2 separate regions of the Ovis aries genome follow, and region 1 is linked to region 2. The links are chromatin contacts, called in public Hi-C maps. All regions are on one chromosome and are shown on one strand. Each heading gives the region's core, a stretch centred on a gene start, on an enhancer-like site or on the middle of the called end of the contact. The rest is flanking DNA. Distances are from core to core; before and after follow the strand shown.

Evidence for each region. A called contact is a pair of places that touch in the nucleus more often than the background predicts.
Region 1: a contact with region 2 is called in a Hi-C map of skin fibroblasts, with 2.4 times the contacts expected there. The contact joins the enhancer-like site here to the promoter of TTC14 in region 2. A contact is called at or near these places in 2 of 16 Hi-C or Micro-C datasets (skin fibroblasts and tail adipose tissue).

What each region holds. Positions count from the first base shown.
Region 1 is chr1:208,152,771-208,160,095 of ARS-UI_Ramb_v3.0, reverse strand. It overlaps USP13 (ubiquitin specific peptidase 13), which reads left to right. Exons shown (of 21, transcript XM_027958132.2): 14 at 1,370-1,458; 15 at 3,910-4,032; 16 at 5,390-5,416. Among named protein-coding and RNA genes, the nearest start is that of USP13, 97 kb to the left of the region's middle. Within about 2 kb of position 2,520, at least 4 of the 54 cell types and tissues checked have an H3K27ac peak or open chromatin away from gene starts, as enhancers often do.
Region 2 is chr1:207,211,034-207,218,347 of ARS-UI_Ramb_v3.0, reverse strand. TTC14 (tetratricopeptide repeat domain 14) reads left to right here and starts at 2,034. Exons shown (of 12, transcript XM_004003115.4): 1 at 2,034-2,351; 2 at 2,811-2,935; 3 at 3,035-3,234; 4 at 4,148-4,232; 5 at 4,332-4,461; 6 at 4,791-4,946; 7 at 5,370-5,441; 8 at 5,852-5,971; 9 at 6,076-6,198. The coding sequence starts at 2,191.

The DNA of each region.
Region 1 (7,325 bases), core at 1,271-3,770, 940 kb before region 2:
CAGAGTGGTTAAGTGACCTACTTGGGGGAAAATACAGGTCGGTGACAAGCCAGCTCAGTGTCCTTGGTCCTGTGATTCTAACTCTTGCATGACAGGATCATGCTAACACCTTGGCTGTACATGGCACATTCTAGTGTGCCAGGTGGTTTCATGACACTGCATGACCGTCGCACAGCCCTGGCAGGCAGCTATTACTAATAACCCCATTTTGTAAATGTGAAGCCTCAAGGAGGGTTAGATTTTGAGTGAATTAAGTAGCACCCAAGTCTTCTGACACTTTTTGGACAATTCTCTGCTCCTGCACTGTAGCTTTTCTTCTGCTCTAGGGGGCAGCAGAGCATTTGTATTGGATTTCTGAGTTCTGGGAAGATGCATTCCACATAGATTTGAAAAGTGGAGTTTGTAGGAAACATGTCCTAGAATCTTTTATTTTAAAAGGTACCTATCGTATCTGTTTAAATCTAAGTTTTTTCTATATACCTTACTGTACTCAGATTGACACTTGAGTAGAAAGGGTTTTTATAAACAAGATAATAAATGTGGAGAGAATGAGTTGAAACCGGGGCATGTATTTGATGTATTAGTTGAATAGTTGGTGTATAAAATCATCAAAGGCAAGTCCAGACAATTCAGCATTCATGAAAGTTTGAAAGGAAACTCAAGACATTAACCATATATATTAATTTAAAAAATTGAAGGCCCAGATTTAGATATTTTAGATACCTCATAGTACACACACACACCCACCCACCGACCCACACCTCCCTTTTATCATGAGGCCATAGATTTTAGGTGTGGTAGTATTTTAATGAGGCCCTGGCATTTCCAGTAGTCAGCCTCAACCAAAGTTCCGATATAACCTTCTGATGCCAACTCTGTGCTACAAGATAGCGACTTGTGGTCAGAGCAGATTGGGGGTGTGTCAGGACGGCTCAGGGAGCTTTTTCAAACTTCATATACAAACACAATGCAAGGTGCCCCCATGCGTCTGCAAATATGTGTGACGCTACCAAGGGTTTTAGAAAACACAAACGTTTATAGTTGAAAACCACTTTTTAGAAATACAGAAGGCCACAGCAAAGTAAAAGCAGTAATTTTGCAGGGTGTCCAAAATCATCCTTGGGGACAACCTTGTCCTGTGTTAAACATTGTCCTCTCGTGGAAAGGCCAGGATGAGTGGTGAGGTGGTATGTGTGTGTGTCCACTCCTGTGTGTGTGTGTCCGCTCATGTGTGCGTGTGTGTCCCTCCTCTTCACTGCAGGCCCTGGGACTGCTGGGTGTGCCTCAGACACAGCTTATGATGCTTCATGAACTGTATCCATAATTCTTATTGCCTGTTTCATTGATCTAATCCCCTTGTGTTTCTCAGAACATCTCGCTTTGCCTCATTCCCTGAATACTTGGTAGTGCAGATAAAGAAGTTCACTTTTGGTCTTGACTGGGTTCCCAAAAAATTTGGTAGGTATCTTTTGCATGCTTTTGCTTAAAACATTAAATTAGCTGTTTAAAAAACATGGCATGTGAAAGAGCCCATGCGGTAGGCTGCCAGAAACGGTCTCATTTCATTCTTTTTCCATGATTCCCACCTTTCTCTTTTGAAAGATATGATAAACACTGGTGGTAGTAAAAATAAATAAATAAACACAAATTGCCGCTTGCTTGCCCACTTGTCTAATAATGGGTTCTAAAATGGCCAGAATCTAAGAGTGAAAACAGGAGCCTCACAATTTCAAATCATGCCTCCCAAACTGGAACGTGATCTTGGTAAAATGTAGGTGCTGATTCAGCAGGTCTGGGATGGGGCCAGGGCTCTATATTCTAACATGTGCCCAGGTGATGCTGATGCTGCTAGTGCTGCTGGTCCAAAAGTCATGCTTGGAGGTGCTAGTAACTGAAGATGTATCAATACTCTCTTTAGCATCTCTCCTCGACCTCTAAAGTAGGCGGGTATGGCTAATGACATTTGTTTAAATCATATGAACTTTATTAATAATAACATAAATACAGTCAGTTGTATTAAAAAGAAAAAGGGATGTGGCCAGATTGGGCTTCTTTCTAATCTTAAAGGCCCTTGACCACTGTTAGAGGTTATCTTTCCAGACAATGAGTAAGAACATTTTCTCTACCATCTCAATCAGATATGAATGTGTTCCTAGGCTGTCCTCAGGGCCGTGGAAGTCCATACAGTTTTTTTTTTTTTTTTTTTAGGTTAATTTTTTTTTAAGTTTTTTATTTTTTAAATTTTAAAATCTTTAATTCTTGGATCTCAGACTGCTTGCCAGTCTTTTAGTGTCTATGTTTTTGAGCACTTAAAAAACAAGTCAGTCCTAGGTTGGTTAATGAAGAACTCATCTGCTCATCTGAAGGGGATAAGTAAAAAGAATGTAAAATCTGCAGGAGTGATTTCCCAGAAACCTCTGGCACTAGCTGTTAGCATAGCCCTGATCTCCACATGGCATTATGCAGCCCTTGAGCCTGTAGCTCATTCCTCTTCCTGGTGGAATAATTTTGTGGGCAGGGAGGAGGGCCAAGGGCAGGTTACTCATCACTCAGCCTTTCCTCCTTGGACCCAATATGCACCCCAGAGAGAAAACTGACTTCTTCGAAAGGCTTTGAACTGCTTTGGAAACAGTTTTATTTTCTTTGTCCTTGGAATTTTGGTAAAGGATGCCAAATTCAGATCAGATTTCATAGTCTTGCTGAATTTAAAGCAGCCTCAAAGCTTTCTTTAATGAACCTGAAAATTTCTGTTGAGGACCAGTTGTTTTGATTTTGTTGGTCAGACATTGTGTTTGATTTTGCTGTTTGCTGAGATTAAATTTTTTTTTTTTAAACTAAGCCTTTTCTTCCGGTGGTTGTTTTAAAGTAGGACTTACACACCTAACATTGTAGCTGGTTTTGGGGATGGTATTTTCAGATTCTGTTTGCTAGCCCAAGAGACATATCCTGCACCAACATTTGAATCCATTTTCCATTATTACCGTATCTGACTGTGTGCAGTACAAATTTGCAACAGGCTGTTAGACTCATACATATATTTTGTGTTTGAATAAGTCAACATAATGACAACTGAGCTGAGAAGTTAAAAAAAAGTATGCCTCAAGATGAATACACTTGAAGTTCAATTAATTTCTTTAAATCTTCAGTTTTTATTACCTTCGGTAGAATAATCACAGTACCCATGGTGATCAGAGAAAAGGCATAAACTATGGGTTGCAAACTCAAATGCCTAATGAGGACAGAGTGATAATATAAATGACAGGAGTAGGCTGGGTATAAGAAACACATAGCTATAGCTGTCTTATCCTTTCTTTAGTATTCCCATTTTGGATGGAGACATGGATTAGGAAAACATTTCCCTATCATAAGAATCAGAACAGTGCACATGTGATGCTCAGGTTCATGGGGGCAGGAGGAGTGGTGAGGTCTGTGGCAGACAGACACGGAGGGCATATTACCTTGGAGTGAAAGCTGAGAATCAGCCCCAGGCAGTTGTTGTCACGTGAGATTCTGCTACAGCTTTTTTTTTTTTTTTTTTCTTCAAAATGAGTTGGAAGTCTGGAGTTTTGAATTGAAATCTCTGATTTAAAAATTGGAATGTGTTGCCGACATTTTAAAAACAACCAACAGAAAGTGTCTACAGATATTGTATGGGCTCCCAGTTTTCGACCTCTGGCTTCCCTCATTTCTTGTTGTTCAGTATGAAATCCTGCATCTGTGTTTCCCCCGGTTCTACCTTAAACTCTAATCAGTCTTAGTCAGTTTTCTGGTCCTGTGACTTACTCCCAGGAACTATAACACATCCCTTGGCTCTGCCTAGACACGTGTACCTAGTTAGTGGTGCTAGATTGAGGAGGTGCTTGTGGTTATTTGGAGAGTCCAGTGAGTATAATCTCTCTCATTTTGCAGATGTTTCTATTGATATGCCAGACCTACTTGATGTCAACCATCTCCGAGCCAGGGGGTTGCAGCCAGGAGAGGAGGAACTTCCAGACATCAGCCCCCCCATAGTGATTCCTGGTGACTCTAAAGGTACCGTCTTCTGCCAGGAGGACCTTCTCAACGCCTTCCTGCTCCTCTGCTGGAACAGTCCCTTTTGCTCCCTCGCTATGTTGTCCCGTGGTGCTTTCCTGTGTTGTAACCCACCACAGACATACAGAATTGAAGCCTGGCTGCAAACCTTGAGCTTAAAATATTAATAGTCACAGGAAGAGACACAGCCCCAGCATGAGTGAACCAAATGGGTCCATGGAAATCACAAGCAGCAGAGGGCAGCAGGTCTCCAGGAAGTTTTTGGCTTACCTTGCCTCTGCCTTTGCCTCCCTCCTCCCGTCCTCTGATAAGCCTATGGGGAAGAGGAGTGTGTTTTCAGTGGGTTCTTCGTCTAGGGGAGCTGTGTCCTTCTTGGAATATCTTTGGAGAACCAGAAAGGGAAATTGAACAGTGTGGGTTGGTTTTAAAAATCTTGCCCACGTCTCACCTCTCCAGCTTCATTACTGCTTCATAGAAAGAGAACAGTTTGAGCTTCTCTTACTCTCTGTGAACCTTAAAGTGGTCCTCGTGAAGAATACTTTTTAAGAGAAAAGTACATGCGAAAAATCATTGCCTTTGTGAGTCCAAGAACAGCATGGAGAGATCTTGGCTTCATTATTAGTTCAGTTATTCTGGTGAAATCACGTTCATTCTGGCTTTGTTAGCCCACGTGTTTGCTGTTCGCCTTCCTAATGAGTTAATTAGGTACATTAGCTAATAGTGCCAGAGTGCTTAGGGTGCCTGCCCCACAGGATGGCTGTCGGCTGAGCAGTGACCATTATTGGTGACCCTGTTGGGGTATAAACTGAATCCGGGAGGAGCAAGAGAGGAGTCAAGATTGGCACCTGTGTTACATTATTCTCTAACGCTGAGTCCAATGCTAAGTTGCAGAGGGTGGAGAGCAGGGAAGGGGTCTGTAGGTGGGATGGTCCAGGCTGTGTGGTATAGGTGGTTCGTTAAAGGAATTCTAAAAACATCAGTCCTCAGAGTGTCCGAGAACTGCAAGATGGTTTATTAGCATTGCTCCTGCTTTTTCTGACGTTTATAACAGAGTTCTTGGATTGTAATTAAATGGAGTTCTTAGAAGTACAGGGAAGGAAATTATTTAGTTCCTTAAGATGATCAGCAGAGCATCATGTTTTATCTGCTCTAAATGCCTGAAACTGAGTATTCTCCCTCCTTGCTGGAATGACTTTATGTCGGGTTGGCTGGTCTGCATGGAGGACCAGGGAGCTGACAACAGTGTGGGGTCTAAATGGGTGGGGGTGAGGGAGTGCTCTGGGTTAACTCTTTTTCTTTCTCTAGAACTCTTTGCCATGGTTGGGTCTCACTTCTTGCCCTCTCCTTTGATTTCCAGATCGCCTGATGACCCAACTGATAGACCGTATGTATCTTTTATGTTTTTTCTCAGTGTCCTACCATTGTTACTGGTCTAACGCATTTAGCTGTGGGGGTTCAGTAAAGGGCGTTGTTCTATACATGTGTGTGTGCAGCTTTTCCTGGGTGGGAATAAATCTTGGTCTGCAAGTTGAGGTTACAGCAAATCTAAACCAGTAGTGTGGTGAATAGATGGTCCTGTGTTTCAGGAGAGAGAACTTCAGTGTGAGAGCCAGCCAGCCCTGAGTCAGAATCTTGGCTTTGCCATTTGTGGCTGTGTGACCTAGAATCATTAACATCTCTGAGCGTCAGTTTCCTCATATGTGAATGGGGGATACTGATGCCATTTCTTCCTTCCCTGGCCATATGAGTAGGTCTCTTGCTGCAGTGATAGTACAGTGACCTGTCACTTTGTCCACTTCTTCAGGGCGCATAATGAAGATACGCGGGTGACAGGAAGTGGTAGTATTAATTAATACTCCTAAGGGTGTCAGTGTCATCGGACTGCTTGTTAATTTTGTAGTCATTTAGTTCCTCAATCCTGGGTGAGTTGATACTTTTGATTTTCTGAAGAACATGAAAAAAAGCAAACTATTTTATAGTCAATATTTAGATATTAATTAGGAGGAAGAAGGAATATGTTAACACAAAATACTCTGAATCTTCTTGTCTACAAAGCCTTGCCGGAGACACTGTTGTTAATTTTGAAGTTTAAGTGTTTCACTTTGCCAAAAAACACTTTATGTGATTGATCATGTGACTTAGACCTCCATGCTTGCCTTTTTGGGTCAATTTTGATTTGCTGGTTGCTGAAGAGGCTGTTAGGGGCAGCGAGGGTCATGGGCAAACCATTGCCTCTGCAAATAATCTGATTGTAATGATAACAGTATTTTTGAATGGTCACCGTGAGTCATTGTTGAGTTTATTACTCCATAAATTCTTTTAACCGTGTATAAATGTACTATTATAATAATACAAAGGCCAGCTTCTTATTTGATTGTCACAGTAAGATGGGCAGAGCAGGTGACCTTTATACAGAGGATAAAAGTGATACCCAGGAAAGTTCAGAGACCTAAGAGCTAGGACCAGAGCCAGAGCTAGGCGTCAGGCATGCTTTCATGTCACTTGACCTTGTCTGAAGTGTGAGGAGTTTGCTGGCTGTCCCAACCCTGCAGAGAGCCAGTCTCCAGGATCTTGCTCCAGGGGAGGTGGAGGGTGGCTGGAACAGTATCAGAGGAGTCTGACTGTGAGCAGTTCAGCTCACAGTCAGCAGTTTTCCATTTTCCTCCTGATCTAAGCCTGCTGTATTCACCAGGAGAAAACAACATTATCTGGGGTTAATTGCAAAGATTTTCTTATATGCTTTCTTTTAAGAGTTTTGTAGTTTTAGCCTTTACATTTAGGCCAGTGATACATCTGGAGTTAATTTTTGCATATGATGTGAGATAGGGATCCAAATTTCAGCAGTTCAGCTCACAGTCAGCAGACATTTAAAAGGAGTAACTTTGATTATATTCTTACTATAAATGAAAAGATATGTAGAAATTACGTATTAGTGATGAGTCATCTCTGGTTTCACCACCCATCTATGGCCAGTATTAACATTTGGCATCTGTCCTTCTGCTATTCTTTACCTATGACTGGTTCACTCTATTTTCCCCAAAATGGAATTAGACATTTTCAGTTTAATATGCTGTTACATGCATGCATACACTTATTAAGCTGCATTACTTAACCGCATTCTAGAGAACAGAGTCTTTCACAAGGTGTTGAAAAGTATTCTCTGAAAGAGTTTCATAGTTTCTGCCCAGAGGAATCCTTTTTTAATTACTAAACTTTTAAAATATTTTAAAAATTTTATTTGAAGTAGCACTGATTTACAATGTCATATTAGTTTCAGGTATATAGCACAGTGA
Region 2 (7,314 bases), core at 785-3,284:
ATTACCCCTGCTTGAAATTTACTAGCATTTGATAAATGTCACTTGACAACAATGCTTATCCTCTAAAAGCAGCTACTTTTTCCTATTTTCATGGCCATATCACAGCAGCTTTAGATGTTCAAAATATGGGGTAGTAACTCTGATGTTGGAATTAGGAAAAGGAGTGTTGCTGTTTAGTTGCTAAGTCGTATCCAACTCTTCTGCAAACTGATGGACTGTAGCACCCCTGGCTCCTCTGTCCATGGAATTTCCCAGGCAACAATACTGGAGTGGGTTATTTCATCCTTCTCCAGGAGATCTTCCCCAACCAGGGATCCAACCCACGTGTCCTGCACTGGCAGGCAGATTATTTTACCACTGAGCCACCAGGGAAGCCCAAGAAGAGTAGCCAGATCCAATAGCAATGTTACTCAAGAATGGCTTTATAAGGGGACATTCTCAGAGTAGGTGCCACATCTGCTTCTCAGCCACTAGCTTCTCAGTCTCTCCAGAGATAATTAGATCCTTAATAACAGATCAACTCTAACTAAAATCACATACCTTATTTATCATAAGGTCCATATAGTTTCTTTTTAGAAGTCAGTTTTCCTTTTCAGCACCCTCTTTCCTAAAAATAGCTATTGTCTGAAGCTATAGCTTAACACAAGTCAGTCTGTACCACTGATTAAACTTTCCTGATGTGCTCCTCCTGACTTGAAAGTTATTATCTTTTAAAGTTACACTCATTGTTTCATTTTCTGGAGTCTCAATAAACTGTTTACCTATTTGCCTGGGTTTTCCCCAAAATAGTGTGGAGGCATTCACTATATTCTGACTGGATCTTCTATCCAGGTGGTGAGAGGGCAAACTAAATTCCCCAATATACATAACTGAAGATGTGACAGAATAACCACCGCTATTTATTTTTGTTCAAGAGGACGATACTAAACTACACGATTTAAGTAGTACAGACGTTTGATATATTTTAATAAGACAAAGTCACATTATTTTAATATTAAAGACAAGCCTTCTAAATGATAAAAAATACTTTCTCCAGCAACTCTGCCGGTGAAGATCTATTCAGTGGTAGGTTGAAATTCTAACTCTAGCATTTTGCCAGCTGGTGATATTGAGCAATATACTGAGAGTCTCTGGGCTTGTTTCCTCAGTAGAGCGGTTAGGATCCAAAGTCAGTAAGTGTGGGGGAGGAGGTGAGAGCCTGTCATAATTATCTTCGAAAAATCACTTGAATTACACAGTAAACCTTATGGGCACTAAGTTTTGAGAAAACACTTAAACTACAACAAATAAAAAGGAATGTATATATACATTTGGGGCTTTCTAGGTAGCTAGTGGGTAAAAAATCCGCCTGCCAACACAGGAGAGGGGGTTCGATCCCTGTGTGGGGAAGATCCCTGAAGAAGGAAATCGCAACCCACTCCAATATTCTTGCCTGGAAAATTCCATGTCCAGAGAAGCCCGGAGGGCTACCAGTCCCTTGGTTGGCAAAAAAAAGTCCGACACGACTTAGCGACTAAAGAACAAAACAAAATATGCATATGTCTAGGCATTAAAGTCATTCTGGTTTTAACACTAAAATCACTAACAGTGAACAGGGTACGGCTAGAAAACACAGCTCCAGTGTTTAATAAATGTTAATGTTCTTCCTTTCTTCTGCCCTAAAGCCTAACAGGAAGTCTCCCAGAGCAATCGTTTAAATGCGGTTATGCCTGAGGCATAGATACTTATCCAGCGATAAGGTAAGAAACTTTGTAACAGTTCAGGGTTCTTTTCCTGACACTGGCACTTAGAAGCGCCTCGCTAAACACAAGGATGAATTATTATTTACCACAGATTAGAACTTGGGCCATTTCAATGTAATAACACCTCAGAAATTTTAAAACGGAAACTTGTTACACACCTCACTATCTCAGAGCCACAACCGGCCCTAAACTCCTGAAAAGTCTTGCCCCAATCCTCCCGGCTTCCGTAATCTCGCTCAATTTCGCGATACCAAAACTGCGCTCCGCAGCACTGCCGCTGGGGGCGGTTCCAGAACACTTCCGGGAGGCCACTCGGGAGGTGTCTGCGATGTGTGCTTCCGGCGGCTTCCAGGCCGCTTCCTCAGCCTCCTCGACCACGGCCTGAAGTTGTGGGCACCGAACCGGGGGCTAGCAGCCCACTGGCCTTTGGTCACGACAGTCTCTAGCCATGGACCGAGACCTCTTGCGGCAGTCACTAAATTTCCACGGCCCGTCTTTGCTCTCCCTGCTCCGGAGCGAACAGCAGGACAACCCGCACTTCCGGAGCCTCCTGGGGTCGGTGGCCGACCCTGCCCGGGGCCCGCCGGGCCAGCAGCAGTTCCCGGGCAGGTAATGGCACGGCGGCGCCGCTGCGAGACGGGAGAGGGGAGGCAGCTCCGGGCTTCATTACCGCAGTCCGGCTCCTGAGCCGAGGCTGTGAGCACGTGAGGACTGCGGCGCAGGTTTCGAGGGCAGGGTGCAGGAGGGTACCTTCTCCCTAATGTGGGCAATGCGGGATGTGGGTTGAACTTTTAAATCTAGTACTGCCACCAGAGGCGCGGATTCTTTAGCTAAAATCTTTGGGGCTTGTGTATATCTGGAACAGCGCGGCTGTGTTTTTAAGTTTCCGCGCCCTCCATCTACAGACTGGCGTATGAGGGGATCCCTGGTTAAAACTTTTTCGGAGGATGTGTGCCCAACAGCTTAGGATGGTCACGATTGGGCGATGAAAGCAGAGAGCAGAAGCTTGTACGTACTAAAAAGTTATGCAGAAAAACCAGTTTTCATAAATTTTGTTTTCTTTTTAAGAAAAGAGAGGAGAGTTGACAACATTGAAATACAAAAATTCATTTCCAAAAAAGCGGATCTGCTTTTTGCACTTTCCTGGAAATCAGATGCACCTACAACTGCTGAAGTTAGTGAAGACAATGATGGTGTGTTTAGTCTTAAAATCGTTGCGTTTTGGTTTAACAGCACTTTGATGAAGCAGAACACAGAGCTGTTGTTAGTAATTTTGTTACTTATTTTTTCAGATTATTATGCAGTCATGCCACCGTTAGAGCAATTCATGGAGATACCTACTATGGACCGGAGAGAGCTGTTTTTTCGAGATATTGAACGTGGTGATATAGTGATTGGAAGAATTAGTTCCATTCGGGAATTTGGGTTTTTCATGGTGTTAATTTGTTTAGGCAGTGGCATTATGAGAGATATATCCCACTTAGAAATCACAGTAAGTTACTCACCTTTTAGTTATTTGATTGTTTTTGTTTTTGATAAAAATGTCATCTCAGTGCAAAAATTATATCTTTTCATCCAGCTGTAATTAAGTGTACTCTGCAGACCTAGTTTTGAGAATTAAATAAGTATTAATAGAAAAATTAAGTACTTTTTTACTTTTAAAAAAATTATTAGCCGTAATGGAATTACAGTTTCTGCCACTGTTTCTAGTTTGGGGGATTTGGTCCTTTGGCTGGCAGAAGTGGGGTCCTGTTTTAAGTGCTCAGATATTAGTGGACCTGGTGAGATTCGTTAGTAGCCTGGGTTATCTCTTCTAGCTGAAAAGTCTTTAATTATTTAGTACTCAGCATTAGATACTTGCATGTGGATAATTTAGAAACAAGTTCCTGTCTTTTCTGTATATTTCCAATAATTAAGTGATTTGTACATCATGATACTTTGCCCAAGGTGAATAGATATAAATTTGAAATACACTATGTCGCTTTTAATTTGAAAGGTTTGCTATTAAGACAGATAGGGAAGAAAACCAGAAGATACCGCAAACTCGATAACACCGAAACCTAGAAGAATTCACGTTTCATATTCTTGGAAGTCTCCTGCTTTCTGGACACATTTTAATTTTATATTTAAGAAGCACAAAATATCTTTTTGTTTCATCATACATACTTATATTCTGTTTCTAAAACTAATTGCAAGTTTCATGAGAGTTTAGCTTTGACCTGAACCAGAAAACTTTTTTTCCTTATGTTTGGGCACAGAAATTTAAATTTAGACTCTAGGGTGCTAGTTGTTTTCTTAATGTTCCTTTCAAGTCTTAGCTGTTTATACTGAACTGCTAGAATAAAAGAAGACACTTCTCTCTGAAGAATAGAATGTCTAGTGTTTTACAGTGCTTCTTGTTGCAGGCTCTATGTCCACTAAGAGACGTGCCTTCAATCAGTAACCATGGGGATCCTTTATCATATTACCAAACTGGTGACATCATTCGAGGTGATCAGTTTCCTCATATTAGTGAAAAAAGTAACTGTGGTTATGTTTATGTTAGTTTGCATTGCTTTGCTAATCAACTTAATTTTCTTATTTTTTAAGCTGGAATCAAGGATATTGACAGATACCATGAAAAGCTTGCAGTGTCTCTATATAGCTCATCTCTTCCACCACACCTATCTGGTATTAAGTTAGGTGTAATTAGTTCTGAAGAACTTCCTTTGTACTACAGGTAATTTTATCCACATTGTCTCAACAAGTTAATTGAAAAACAGTTTCTTGGCTAAAAAATTGCAAATTTTGCCCAACTTCTAACAAGAAGGTAGAATTCTAATTTCTCTTATTTCAAAATATGCTAATTTTATTTTTATAACCCATAAATCGGTTCAAACTTGGCAAAAGGAACCAAATCACAATTGCCACACTTTCATGTACAAAAATAGACTGAATATTTAAATCCCATATAATAATAATATTTCCATAATTAAAATGGGACATGCTATTTAATTGTCTTAATCATCTATATTTTGTGTGTGTTTTTTTTTTTTTTTTTTTTTTAAGGAAAAGCGTTGAACTAAATAGCAATTCTTTGGAATCCTATGAGAATATCATGCAGAGTTCTTTGGGATTTGTTAATCCAGGAGTAGTTGAATTCCTTTTAGGAAAACTAGGAATAGATGAATCTAATCCACCATCTTTAATGAGAGGCCTTCAAAGGTATAGTAAATCAGTATTTGTTCTGTTAAGTGGTGAGGTCTGTGGTGCTGATGTGAGAAGCTGCATAACTGAAGAACATAATTGATTATCCTAAGCCTGGTGGCAGCAGTATGCCAAAGTTTGAATGAACTAGGTTATCCTTTCTCCTTCTGGAGTGGAGTCTTATCGGTGATTGATATGTGCCGTGTGACCAGGTAGATGCAGAAAAAATTTATAAGATGCAGAAAATTTACAAGAATTTCATGTATATGCTAACGGAAAATACTTCTTAATAATAATAGTCATTCCTGAGAGTCCAAAAATTTCGCATTATAAATGGGAATACAAGTTTCTTGCTTGAGATTCAGTTTTTATCTGTCAGGTAAAGTGAGATGTAGTTACCCAAAAAAGTATTTACATTTTGACTTTTATTTTCTTTAATAGCAAAAATTTCTCTGAGGATGATTTTGCTTCTGCGTTAAGGAAGAAGCAGTCTGCATCATGGGCTTTAAAATGGTATGAAGATTTTGTCATTCAACAATTGCATTATTTAACCTAACAGGTTAAGTTAAGGCAAGCATGCTTATGTAATCTTTAAGACAAAATTTGTTTATAAATGAATTTAAATGATACCTTTTTGAGATTAGCTTTTTTATAGATAGAAATGCTAGTATGTTGTAAACTTTAAAGATTTACATTTTAGCCAATGTTTTTTTAATTTTGTTAAAAAGGAATTAGTATATTGATATCTGGATTTCATAAATATTTGTTACAAAATTATCTAAAGACTGTTTCTTAGTTATACTGAGAATATTGAAGACTAATAACTAGTAAATTTGGTTTGCTTTAAAATTTTATTTACACTAACATTTTGTTTGGATATTCTGTGAAATATTTGTTATATATGCTTTAAAATATATTTTTAGTGTGAAGATTGGAGTGGATTATTTTAAGGTTGGACGCCATGTGGATGCTATGAATGAATACAATAAGGCTCTGGAAATAGACAAACAAAATGTGGAAGCTTTGGTAGCTCGTGGTGCATTGTAAGTGGATCATGGGTTTTGAGGAATATTTACAAGATAAATGTATATAAGATTTATGAATAGCTCACAAGATAAATTCCTCTAATTTTGTCTCATATCTATAGATATGCAACAAAAGGAAGTCTAAACAAAGCAATAGAAGATTTTGAACTTGCACTGGAAAACTGTCCAACTCACAGAAATGCAAGAAAATACCTCTGCCAGACACTTGTAGAAAGAGGAGGGCAGTAAGTGTCAGATTTGCTTAATAGTAGAGATCTAATATTTAATAGCCAACTATAAAATCTTGAACTTAAAGAAATCACATCTTTGACTTAGTTCAGATACTCTTAGTTTCAGTTTTGATTGAAAATGTTTTTTAAATGTAGTTCTTTTTACATTCTCTGGTCCTTTTATTCTTCCTTATTAGTTACTTTCTTCATGATTGGAGATATTTTAGTGTCTTGAGTTCACTGTTCTGAGTATGTATTATAATACATAGAAAGTTAATAGGTAAATCTTATCCTGGACACACACCAAAAGCTTTTGTTTAATAGAAATTTCTAACTCATTTCATCATTCTAGTAATTATAATGCCAAAAATATAAATTGAGAACTCTGTAGTTCATTGTACATAAGATTTCACTGTTGTAGTCAACTTATTGCTCTACTTTGTCTAATAAAATCCATGAACTTAGATTAAATGAAGAGGAAAACATTAAGAACAAACCCTGTAACGTAACCTATATTATACTGTCCTGAGATACTGGCATAGTACTTGGCATAATGACTAACAGACTAGTCTAACTTATAAAATATTTTGAAGAAATATAGTACTTTTAACATAAATAATTTCGTAACATCCTGCTTTAGTAATTAAGGGCCAGCATCTTCTTTGCTATCATTTTTTCTTAAATAGAATCATCCCCTTTCTGCCTCATGAATTTGCCAGATCATTAGTTTGTATGATCATTTCAGAACTCCATATAAATGAAATTTTGCAATGTTTGTTTTTAACTGATAAGAACTTCTACTTGGACCCAAGTGATTGGAGCAGCTTTTTTCTTTCTTACATAGCTTACATAACTGTGCTTAGTCGTTCAGTTGTGTCTGACTCTTTTCGACCCAATGGATTGTAGCCTGCTAGGCTCCTCTGTCCATGGGGATTCTCCAGGCAAGAATACTGGTGTGGGTTGCCATGCCCTGCTACAGGAGATCTTCCCAACCCAGGGATCAGACCCAGGTCTCCCGCATTGCTGGCAGATTCTTTACCGTCTGAGCCACCAGGGAAGCCCCTAGGTACATAGGTAATGCCTCGTTAGATGTGGTTGTCTTACTATTCACATACTTGTGATTTTTAGCTC